Regions from separate parts of the Gossypium hirsutum genome. Here region 1 is linked to region 2. A link is a contact called in public Hi-C data. All regions are on one chromosome and are shown on one strand. Each heading gives the region's core, a stretch centred on a gene start, on an enhancer-like site or on the middle of the called end of the contact. The rest is flanking DNA. Distances are from core to core; before and after follow the strand shown. Region 1 has its middle 6.3 kb from the start of LOC107887084. Region 2 holds the start of LOC107887088 (serine/arginine repetitive matrix protein 2).

Evidence for each region. A called contact is a pair of places that touch in the nucleus more often than the background predicts.
Region 1: a contact with region 2 is called in a Hi-C map of fibers, with 3 times the contacts expected there. The contact joins the enhancer-like site here to the promoter of LOC107887088 in region 2. A contact is called at or near these places in 14 of 34 Hi-C or Micro-C datasets (anther, callus, cotyledon and 4 more).

What each region holds. Positions count from the first base shown.
Region 1 is chrA03:19,989,435-19,995,261 of Gossypium_hirsutum_v2.1, reverse strand. No RefSeq gene overlaps it. Among protein-coding and RNA genes, the nearest start is that of LOC107887084, 6.3 kb to the left of the region's middle. Within about 2 kb of position 1,776, at least 6 of the 9 cell types and tissues checked have an H3K27ac peak or open chromatin away from gene starts, as enhancers often do. A contact at or near this core is called in cotyledon and fibers, where this site is marked.
Region 2 is chrA03:19,851,656-19,857,853 of Gossypium_hirsutum_v2.1, reverse strand. LOC107887088 (serine/arginine repetitive matrix protein 2) reads left to right here and starts at 1,944. Exons shown (of 6, transcript XM_016811224.2): 1 at 1,944-2,194; 2 at 2,868-4,177; 3 at 4,517-4,711; 4 at 4,950-5,679; 5 at 5,827-6,198. The coding sequence starts at 2,923.

The sequences.
Region 1 (5,827 bases), core at 527-3,026, 140 kb before region 2:
TCTAACTTATTCAATACATCCCTTGTAAAATTTTCCCATATTACACGAACATCCTCCATAAAAGTTTCCCCAAGATCTACCATGCTTCAAACTTAAAACTTTTATTAAGTAGCCTGGTTCACGGTCTGTAGTAATAAATAGAGGACAATGATCTGAAAAAGAATGCAAGAGGTGTTAAATTAAGGAATCTGGGAATAAAGAGATCCACTCTTCAGTCGCTACACCTCTATCAAGTCTTTCTTGTATATTCGTTTCTGGCAAGTTACCTCTCTCCCAAGTAAACTAATTTCCTGAATAGCCTACATCCACCAATCGACAATTTTCTAATACCTGTCGAAAAGCTTCCATCCTTCTTTCCTCTAGAGGTAGTCCTCCTTTCTTTTCGAAACCATATAAAATTTCGTTAAAATCCCCACCAACCAGCCATGGAAGCTCACCAATGGTTCATAGATGTCGCAATAGATTCCATGATTCTTCCTTATTATGTGAATAAGGAGAACCATAAAACACTGTAAACCTCAATATCTTCATGTCGCTTGAATCTTCAATTGAAACATCAATATGACAACTTGAAAAGTTTTGAAGCGTGACATTGACTTCCCCACTCCATGCAAGACATAACCTTCCTCTCGAACCAATAGCATTAACATCAATACCGTAGTGAAACCCATAACTTCGTCTAACTTTTTCCATCTGACTTCTATTTATTTTTGTCTCCATAAAGAAGACCACTTGGGGATATTGTGACCTCAACAAATGCCGAAGTCTGTGAACTATCCGTGGATTCCCAAACCACGGACATTTCAACTTATGATTTTCATTGTGCTAGGTCGGCTTGCCTCATGGCAGCCGCCGATGAAAAGTGATTAATTTCTGACAACCTCCTGTTTCTTATGATCACGTTGTTGCTTTCTTCAATTTCTCCTTTAACCCTTTTTTTTCCTTCCTCGGTTATTACCTCATCATCTTTCAGGTCATGATCCATTGCATTCTGTATTTGACCAATGAATGAATTCTCACCTACTTGTTGTGACGTATGCCTTTTTTCTTCCAAATTAAATCCCAAAATAGGATCAACGTCCTTTGAACACCCTGTTCTTTTATCTGTTCCCCATCCACTATTTCCTTAGATTTGACCACCTGGATTGATACCACCCATTGCTCCACCATCCTCCCTTAACCAAACATTATTCATTGCTTGAGCTCTTCTTGATTATGCTCTTAAAGATAAATCCCAACCCATCTCAGCAATTTCTACCCCTACTACCATCCTAGCTTCACAAAAAGAATCACTATGACCTAGCCGGCCACAATAAAAATAAAATAAGGACAATCTTTCATATTTAAACTTAACATAAGAGCAAATTCCACAAAACATGATTTGTTTCTTCCTTTTAAGAGGACGTCGAATGTCTATTTGGACCCGAATTCTCATAAAATTTCATTTTTCTTTTCCCAAGGATGAGCCATCATATTCCAAAAAATTCCCTATAAAATTCCCCAGCTGCAAGGCCAAATTTTCAAAATAAAACCCTATGGGAACATCATGAACCTATACCCAGAAGGATGTTGAAATTAGCGGAACCTTTAATGGATCTTCTCCCTATTGTAACTTATAAAGAATCAATAGATTGTTATTAAAGGTCCATGGTGACCCCTTTAAAACCCTTTTTAAATCCATATTATGAAAGAATTGAAATAAATACCTTTTCTCCCCCAAATCTCTTATTTGACCACCCCTAACAGGATGCCATAAATTAGCCATAGTACTTCTCATTGCTGGAAAGTGAATAACACTGGCTGTTAAGAAACAGCCCACCAATCTAAAAGCTTCCTCTTCCTTATCTGTAGTCGGATCTACTTGTATTTGTAAAATTATTTCTTCTTCTTCATTGAGAGTTAATCCTACAAAATCTGTTTCCATGGATGCAGGGAAATAATCAGTAGCATAGAATCTTTTCCTAAAGGCTTGGATGTGATTATGGAAGTGGCTGCCGCTAACAAAGAGACAAAACAAAAACCTAAAAAAACTTGCCAAAGGGAAAACAGTTGCGTGTTAGGGTAGCAGACTTCAGGTTTATGAAAATTATTTTTCATTGCCAACATTTCAAATAACTATTAATTTACATAATTTAGAAATTATATTTTACAAAATATAATTTTACATTGGCAACATTCCAAAATAATTTCACATAACTTACTTTAGTACGTGATTTACATTTTCCTATATTTGAAAAAAATGCTAAAATTTGAAACATAAAAATTACAACGGAATATAAACGACCAATTTTAACGGCAGCATAAGCAACTTTCTTAATACTAATAAAATATAATTAAACGATGATTTTGCTTTTGTTTAAGATCGACAGCATTGTCTCTTACAAATTGAAAATTACTAATTTTAACTGCAACATGAGCAAGTCGACCAAGCAAGATTTTTGGTAATTAATAATATTTTGCAATTCGAACGCTACTAATATTGATAATCTCACCCGTGTGGTTCTATTTGGGATTCCAATGGACCTTCAAACATCCCATTAACCAAAAGAATCCCAAATAATCCACTCGTTGGCGGCATAACCAATTTGAACCCGTTATCGTCTTACCACAGCCAACCGAAAGACTTACTAACCAATTTGAACTCGTTACCGAATAAATCACTGGCAATCAAGAACCCTATTTTTACTTGAAATTGTCACTGCATATGAAATTAAAGAATCAAATCTACACTCCCGAAAAGGACCATTAAATTTTCTAATGTCAAAGCTCCACTGAATTATCGTTAAATAACACATACATTAAAATTATAAAATTTTCTAAATAAACAGAAACACAAAAACATAAAATTTAGTCTTGATCTCCCTCCCTTTCATTCTGTAACATAATAAAATTAAAAAAAAAAAAAACTTAACCTCAGACTTAACTGTCATTGAGGTTATATACAGTCATTTGGGATGCCAAAGAGAATGATATCACCAAAATAAAAAAAAATTCTATTAAAAAACAATTTAAAAAAAACTCAAAAAAATATTAGCACCACGACAGTCTCGCCATTTTCTATAACACCATTAGATAAAAGTAATTTGAGTTTTAAAAAAAATCACTTCAAAAAAATTTTGAGAAGGTAAAAGTGGTGAGTTAATCTATTTGCGTCCAACATTATTTTATCATTGGTCATGCCAAATAGATTGGCGCCTCCCAAAAAATAATCATTTTTGTAATTAATAAAAAAATTCAATTATTTTTATAAAAAAGGAAGTTTATCCAAACCTAAAACAACTTTTTCCACCACATTCCATATTTGCACCAAAAAAGAAAGAAAATAGGCGATATTCATGCCGACCGAGAAGCTAGCTGGACAAACAGTGAAGATGAACTTAGAGGGGTGGACCAGGTACCACCACCCCTTTATGAGTTAAGGAGCAGAGAGGCCCCATCATTAACTTCCATGAAGAAGATTTCATTAGCTCAAAGGATCTACTGGAGTCGATGTATTAGAGAATGAAGGGGAGAAAAAAACATTTACGTCTTCCATTTTGATGACCCTATAGACCAGTCCTATATTCTCAGAGAGAACCTTTGGTCTTCGGAGGGGGCTTTTTTTGTATTTGACATATGGCGTCCTAATATGGTTCTCCGAAACCTTTATTTACTAGAGGCACCCGTTTGGTTATAGATAAGGGGATTACTACTGGAAATGTTGAACCCTATTACTGCAGTAACTATAGCAAGATTAGCTGGGGTAGTAATGGAGGTTGACTGGCATGCAAAGTTTCCAATGAATATTCGGTTCCTAAGGGTAAGAATATGCATTGACTCACGGAGACCACTACTAGCAGGGTGCTTCGTAAGAGTCGGAGAAGGTAGAGAATCTGGATCCAGTTTAGATATGAGCTTGTTTCCAAGATATGAAAAACTGTGGGAGAATAAGGCATACCTACCCTAGCTGTAGTCCTGTGGAGTTGATAACCTGGATATCGAAAGGGAACTAAATAGCCAATTGGACAACATTAGACACAGATTTGGCTACGATATAGGAATGGATGTTCAGGAGGTGCACTTTTTTAATGAAATGTGTGCGTTCCTTCACAGGTCAGATCGACGAGCCACGCGGGTTTACTACCAGGACCCAGGGTTTGAATGGATTGCCAATCAAATTTAGTGCATGGTAATCCCAGAACAGGTAGACCTTAGTTTTTGGGAATTTGTTGTCTATCATTCTGAAAATGATAATATGCAGGATGTAAACCATCTGGAATCTGAGGATGATAGTCCATATGATCAGATCTTGGGCCCACTTGGAGGAGACTTTGGAGACCAACCAAGTCCAACGAGTGTACTACCAGAAGTTGGAAATGAAACAGCATGTGATGTGCCCATATTCATGCCCATGCATACCGATTAACCCTAATATTCCGAGAATGATAACAAGTCCCACTAGCGAGATGTATCTCACTAATGGCACATTGTTTGAAGATAGCACTTATGAACATGGCGAATCAAGTAGAATGGGAGGAAACTATGTGTTAAGGAGTTAATCTGTGTAAGCTAGTCTATTAGTTGTAGTTGTTATTCAAGCAGTTGAGCTATAGTTAAACTGTTAGCAAGTTGTTATCAAAAAGCAGTTATTCATAGGTTCTATAAATACTATAATCATAATGTACAGAGGTAGATTAGAAGTCCAAATACAGAAATATTTTCTTCAAAATTAAACATAGTTTCTCTCTATTCAATGTCAGTATAGCCTCATTTACAATTCACAAACTTACCGTAGTTTTCAACATGGTATTAGTCGCCTAAAGGTTCTAAACACCTATTTCCATGACCACTACTGCCTCTATCGATTCTGCCTCCGTCGAACCTGGATGCCTGATGTTCATGTAACACCCGTCTCCCGTATTCAACGCCTGAATAGGGTTAAGGAACATTGCCGTACTTACAACACATTTATACATACCTCTATCATACATTTAACCATTTCATACAATCATCATTCAATCTTAAACAATTTGTCCTTAATATGAGCCTACGAGGCCCTAAACATGCATTGGGAGTGGTTCAAGACTAAACCGATAACCTAGAAAACATTTGGAACACTTATAAAATTTTTCTCAAAACAGACGCCCGTGTGCCATAAAAATGTCCATACACGCCCGTGTGTGAGGCCATGTGGAGCCTACTGACTTGATATCAAAATCAACACCAGGGGACACACGACTGTATACTTAACCGTGTGTCACACACGACTGAGACACACGCCCGTGTCTCTGCTCGTGTGGAAAATAGACTATTTACCAAGCCATTTTGCCACCCAAAATACAAGTACCTACATTAAACCAATTGGCACCAATTCAAGGCATAATTAAACATTACATGAACTTTATTCAAACATAATTCATATCCTCTCAACACCAATCAATACAAATACATCCATACTATAATATACCATTCAATTTCATACCAAGATTCATGTATTAATTCATTTAAACATTCATTTACCTAGAACCACAAACATACCAATAGATACTCCAACTAATAATCCACAATCAACCTTCCAACAAACAATATAAACCACATTACAAAATGGCATTACCATATATATATACATATATCACTAACCAAGACAAATAGGTCAACTTACATGGCCATATACAACATTATAAACATAATTTTTATAAGCCAACACAAATGGCCAAATTCATAACAAAACATATATCATATAGACTAAGTTCCTATACATGCCATATATTTAAAATGCCAAAGTTCATAGGTACCAATGATAGGTGGATAGTGTGAAGCGATCTCCGACGATCCTCGAATCCAAGCT
Region 2 (6,198 bases), core at 695-3,194:
ATGACTTGATGAGAATAATCAAGTATTATATATTAGCTTATGTTTTGAAATCCTAGTAGGGCAACTTGTTAGAATAACTTAAAATAATGCATGCTTGAAACATGGTAGATTGATCCCAAAGATGAAAAATTATCGTAAAAGAAAATAATAAATCAATATAGTCATATAGTAGAGATGGGTGCTCTTGAAGAGATCTAATACATAACTAATTATTAAAATCGCAGAAGAGATTTTACTACTTGAAGATGGAAATAGTGAAAATAAAGAGATCTCAATAAATTATGTTAATACGAGAAAATATGAAACTATGGCAAATAGAATGCACTATCATATTAATTAATATTTAATTAAAATTAATTGATGGAGGAATCATGATTAATTTTTTAATGATCTAACCGTTGAATTTATCGATTTAATTATACTTATCATACATGTATATTTTTGAACCGATCCGAAATATCTATCATATCGATTTAAAATAATATATATTAATATTTATTTAACGGTTAAAAGTTCTTTTACTTAAAACAAATAGTTAAAGTTTTTTTTAATTTACATCAAAATTGACATGTATAACCTATATAAATGGAATATGAAATACAACGGTTAGGTCATTAAAATATTAATCGTATAAAAAGATATGAGAGCGTAAAACTATTATTATTATCACATAATAATACTATAAATTATTTTTCTAATTCCAATTTAGTAATACAATTAACAAAAAAAAAGATATTCTCGTCTGTACAAAATATTTTTCAAATTCATATATATATATTATAAATAAATTAATATTATAATATTATAATATTAAAATATTTAAAATGTAATTAAATATTTAAAATTTTTCAAATTTACTTTTATTTTTTGAATAATAGACTCACATAAATATAGTTTAAAAAATTATAATGTCACAATAAATCAGTATAAAAAATTGCAAATGAATTATTTACTTCTCACAAAAATCAATATAAAAAAGTTTCCTTCAATATTTGTGTACATTGTAATATAATATAGATGATATGGATATAAGCTTAATAGCTTAACTAAAAAATAATAGTAGTTTTTATGAATAAGGTAATAATAAAATTTAAAGATAATTAATAAAATATTTAAAATTTTATGTATTATCTATTTTAGTTTTTAAAATTGTGATCGAGTTGGTGTCACATAATTTCGTAATTAAAATAAGTAATATTATTTGAGAGTGTATTAATTTTATGTATTAGTTCTCACGTGTTACAATGGAAGTACATTTAAAATTCTTAATATGATGTTTTTACCTATTTCAATTTTCTTTTACTTACAATTTAGACTATTTTTTATTTTAATTTCATAAATATTATATATGTATTGTTACTATTATTAGTTTCAAATCTTATATCTCATTGAAGCTAAGGCTATGTTAGAATGATTGAAATTAGCTTGAATCAGAAGTTTTAAATAGGCTGAATTGCAATGTGATAACGTGTTATTAGTTGATGTTTTGCGGAATGGACTTACAGTAATAAGTAGTATTGCCGAAATTAGGTTGATACATGAATGGTACTACAAGGATTGACAAATTAAATTTCGTCACATCCCGTAGGATAATAATAAAGTTGTAGATCAACTAGCTAAGATGGACGAAGACATAATTAATTGCTTGGTTATGCTTGAAGATCCACCTCTCTCTATGCGAGATCTGTTGGAGGAAGATATCTATAACTCGAGCATAGGTGAAAGTTGAAGTTATTAAGCTCGTTCACTTAGACATGTTTTAATTTATTTTCTTGTAATAAAAAAAATCTTATATCTCATTATTTATTGAATATTCTAAATACATGATTTTAAGAGAGTTTTAAAATAAATATTAAAATATTCTTTATTTCAATAAAATTAAAAATGTCTCGAACAGATTACTTACTCTAAAGGAATCACTGAACCTTAAATATAAGGTTTTTTTTTTTTTTAAAGAATTAGAAATCTTTTTTCGAGTGAACCAAATCTATAAAATAAGCGAGAAACACTCAACTCTAAGAAGAAGAGCAGAACACACAAAAAAGAAGAGGAAAAAAAACACTTTGATTAGGGTTTATGAACCTTGAAATAACCCCCTTTTTCTTGACGAAAAAAGCTCTAAATTCCTAGATTTCCAAATTCTAGGGTTCGTTTATTTTTCTTCGCTCTCCATTTCCCCGCTCACTTTCAACTGGTAAGCTACCGTTGCTATGATTAATTCCGGCTTATCTTTTCATTCATTATTCGTTTTTAACTTAGTTACTTCGATTCTTTCTTTCTTTTCTTCTTTTTTATTAGTATAGTCTTTTTACCTGCTTAATTGTTAATATTTTTGTTTTTTTGTTGTGTTGTTGCTGAGAAAGTTGATGGAAAAGAATGGGAAATTCTTCTCTTTCTGAAAAAAGTCTTTTTGGAGTGTCTTATGGATTTGGATTGAATTCAACATTAATTTTTAATTTGAATACGTGAAATTTGAAGCTTCCTTTTTTCGGCATTTGCAGTTTGTTTGACAGTATTGAATTTATTTGAATTATGTGGAAGCAATCTTGAGTTTTTGGTGGATATTTGGCTTAGTTTGTATTTTTCTTAACAGTTTGAAATTCTTGAATTTGAAAAAAAAATTAAAGGGATATGCTTATGAAATTCTGTTCGTTCTTCTTAGTTGTAGTGAAATACATTTGATTCTGGCTGTTCCGCCCTTCACTTAATGTGAAAAACCATCAAGGAAGTTCTGAAGTACAATTCGTGCTTTGAGGTGTTGTGCTGCTTCCATTATCTGATCCTTATTGTTTATTTAGAACTGGCTTTTACTGAGATATCAACTTATATTTTTGTCTATTTTCTGATTTGAGTTCTATTTCCCGCAGGGGATTTTGGTGACTTTAGTTGAAGGGCTATATCTGTGTTAACACAAACTGTAAGATGTATGCTCAAGGGAATCGTAATCCTCAGCCTGGGCAGGGTCCTCCAGAACCCATATCATCTCCATATCAACAGCTCCCTCCCGGTCCGCCTGCTCCTCCACCTCAATTCCAGCAAGGCCCATCAGGCTTTCCACCATATCAGCATGGTCCTGCTGCACCTCATAAAAATCCCCCTGGTGGGTTGCCAAATACAGGTCAATCTTATCTACGCCTACCTGCGCATGTTCATGCAGGTGCCCCATTGCCACGAATGTATCCGACAGCTCAACAGAACTCACAACACCATTTACATTTAGGGACCCAGAATGCACTTAATATGCCTCAGCAGGTGCGTCCTCCTCCAATTAGTGCATCATACCCAGAGGTTTCACAGACCCAGCCACGTTTTAGAGCATTACCTCCTCCCCCTCCTCCTCAATCCCAGGGGCAAACATTTTATAGAGCAGCAGTGAATCCACTACCTCAGCAGCGAGGACTTCTACATATCTCACCACATCAACCACTCCCTCCTACGACAAGTTTCTTCGCTTCAGCTCCACTTGGAAGCTTTGTACAACCAACAGGTGGAGATCACCGTGTTCCATCTACCTCTTCTCTCCCCCTCCCACCACCACCACCTCCACCCTCTTTTCCACCACCTAATCTACCATCTCCTCCAACTTCCACCTCTACTGTTCTTTCATCTTCTAAGGCTGTGCAAAATGTTTCCAACTTACCCTGTAATTTGGACTCGGATGGCTCTAAGTTAAGCACTTCAGGTTCTGTCGGTGTAGCTGTGGCTCCAAATCAGGCCAACAATTTAGTTACAGATAATGGCTCTCCGAATATGAGAGGGGAAAATGGCTGCAACATGAGTTCTCTGGTTGGAGATAAGTTACTGTTACAAGAGGGTTTGACCCTGGACCTTTCTTCCACTCCTCCTAAGCCAACAGATGAAAATGTTATTGAAAGGATTGAAGCTTTATGCCAGGGCATTGCTAAGAATGGGCCTGATTATGAGGACATGGTTCGTAAAAATGAATCTGGAAAGCCAGACTATGCATTTCTGTATGGTGGTGAGCCAGGAACTGAAGCTGCAATAGCACATGATTTTTTCCAGTGGATGAAAAAGAAAAGTATGTTTGCATGTAAATTAGATGAACAGCAAGGAGTTTCATCTTTGAGGCCATCAGGAAAAGAGTCCTTAGAGCAAGCCTGCCATTTGGTTTCAGCTGCATCTCATTTGCCTGATGATTCTGACATGGAGATGGAAGGTTGGCTTTTTCTTTTCTTTTACTATGATTACGCTTTCTAATATCCTCTATCTTTTTAACTTGTGCTTCCTAATGTCTGGAATCTTTTACGTTTGTCTAAATTGATTGTCCATTTTATGTGTTATGAGCTTTGGAAAAAACTGTAATGATCATTTTGGGATAGACTTCTTGGAACTTGTTAATGACCATTTAAACACAATATAGCAAAAGTTGTATATTCTGTTGTGGATATCCAATGATTTTATGTTATCTATATTCTGAAGCAAATTATCTGATTATCTGTTGGTTACATGCTGATTTTTTTGTACTTAATTTGTTATTCTGGTGGGTGATTTCAAGACGATATCACCCAAATTGATGATGATCAGGGAATGAATCAAATGCTCGAAGGCCGTAAGAGTCAGTGTGATATTAGTGATAACATGCTTAATGAAGAAGAGAAGTTACGTCCACCGCAAATGTCGACTGGATGCAGTGCATCCATTTTACCAGAAAACACATCAGCTGCAGGCAGTTCTAGTTTGGGTGAACAAGGTAAAAGTTATATCTAGCGATCATATTAGGCCCTTTTTCCAAAACTCCTGTTTCTTGCTTTATTATATTAGTTAACCAGATATAAATAATTACTGCCCATGGCTCCAGAGTCCAGAATAGTTATTACCTAGATATGTAGTATTCCTGAATATTCATTTACGAGTCTTTATCTCTTGTAGTTTGCAATTATCTGTTGTATGTTTAGCAAGTTTAGAATTATTTTACCTCTTAAATTCAGGTCAAGAAGGTATTACCAAAGTTGACCAATTGGCTTTTGAGGCATCTGTTTCTGAAGTTAACTTAGTCAAATTAACTGTACGTACTAAACAGCCTATAGTCACTAGTTTGGAGAAATCGAATACTTCCGATCAACTTGCAAAAGGTGGCTGTCCATTCAGACTTCTACAAGACTATACTTCTGATGACAATTCAGAAAAAGATATTGAGACTGGCATTGGAAATATGAATGCGCCATTTGGTGCTAGTTTGGAGAATGCTAGTAGTCCCAACCAGACTGGAAAGGGGTTTGGACCACTATCAAACATGCCATACAAAGTTGCAAGCTCAGAAGTGGTTGAAGGTACTATCACAACTTCCATCATGAATGAGAATGAACATGCTGATCATAAGGATGTACAGAAAGTGTCTAGAAATCATGTTGCTTCTGTGGAGGTTCTCCAAAAAGAAAACGTAATGGTTGGTGATAGTGTTGAAAGTATTATGTTTAGTGAGGAACATAGGGAAGAGGAAGAGAACTTGACTCTTGGGTCTCAACATAAGGTAGATAAGTTTGGGCGACTGGCTAGGAATGATGGTAGTGACAGTGATTCTGATGATTCAGACTATGTTGGGAGGCACAGAAGGGGCAGAACTCGAAGCAGAAGTCAGAGTCGTTCACCTCCAGATAGAAGGAAAAGGAGAAGTCCACGGAGGACTAGGAGAAGGGAGAAACGAAGCCTATCACGCAGGTTTTCATTTTGTTTATTTATGGCTTGGATTCTTTTCCAATTAATATTTAAAAATATGACATAGTAAGAAAATTATCTTCCGTACATTGCAATTCCTGTTTGTTTTATGATCTGTGAAAGTTGTAAATTTGTTGCTTGTTGTTTTAGTTGGTCTCCCAGAAACCAGAGAAGCAGAAGCAGGTCTCCCAGAAATCGTAGAAGTAGGAGCAGGTCTCCTAGAAATCATAGAAGCAGGAGCAGGTCTCCCAGAAACCGAAGAAGCAGGAGCAGGTCTCCCAGAAATCGAAGAAGCAGGAGCAGGTCTCCCTATTTGCGTCGTGCTGATGAGTTCAGTGCTGAGAATAAGAGACGAGCGAAGGGACAAATGCAATTCTGTTTTGACTTCCGTCGAGGCAGGTGCTATCGTGGAGTGTCTTGTCGTTTTCTGCACCATGATTCTGGCAAGAGTGATGAATCAAGGTGGCAAAAGAGCAAACAGCAGCTGGAGTTTCCTCATAATTCCAGGACCAATATTCGTGA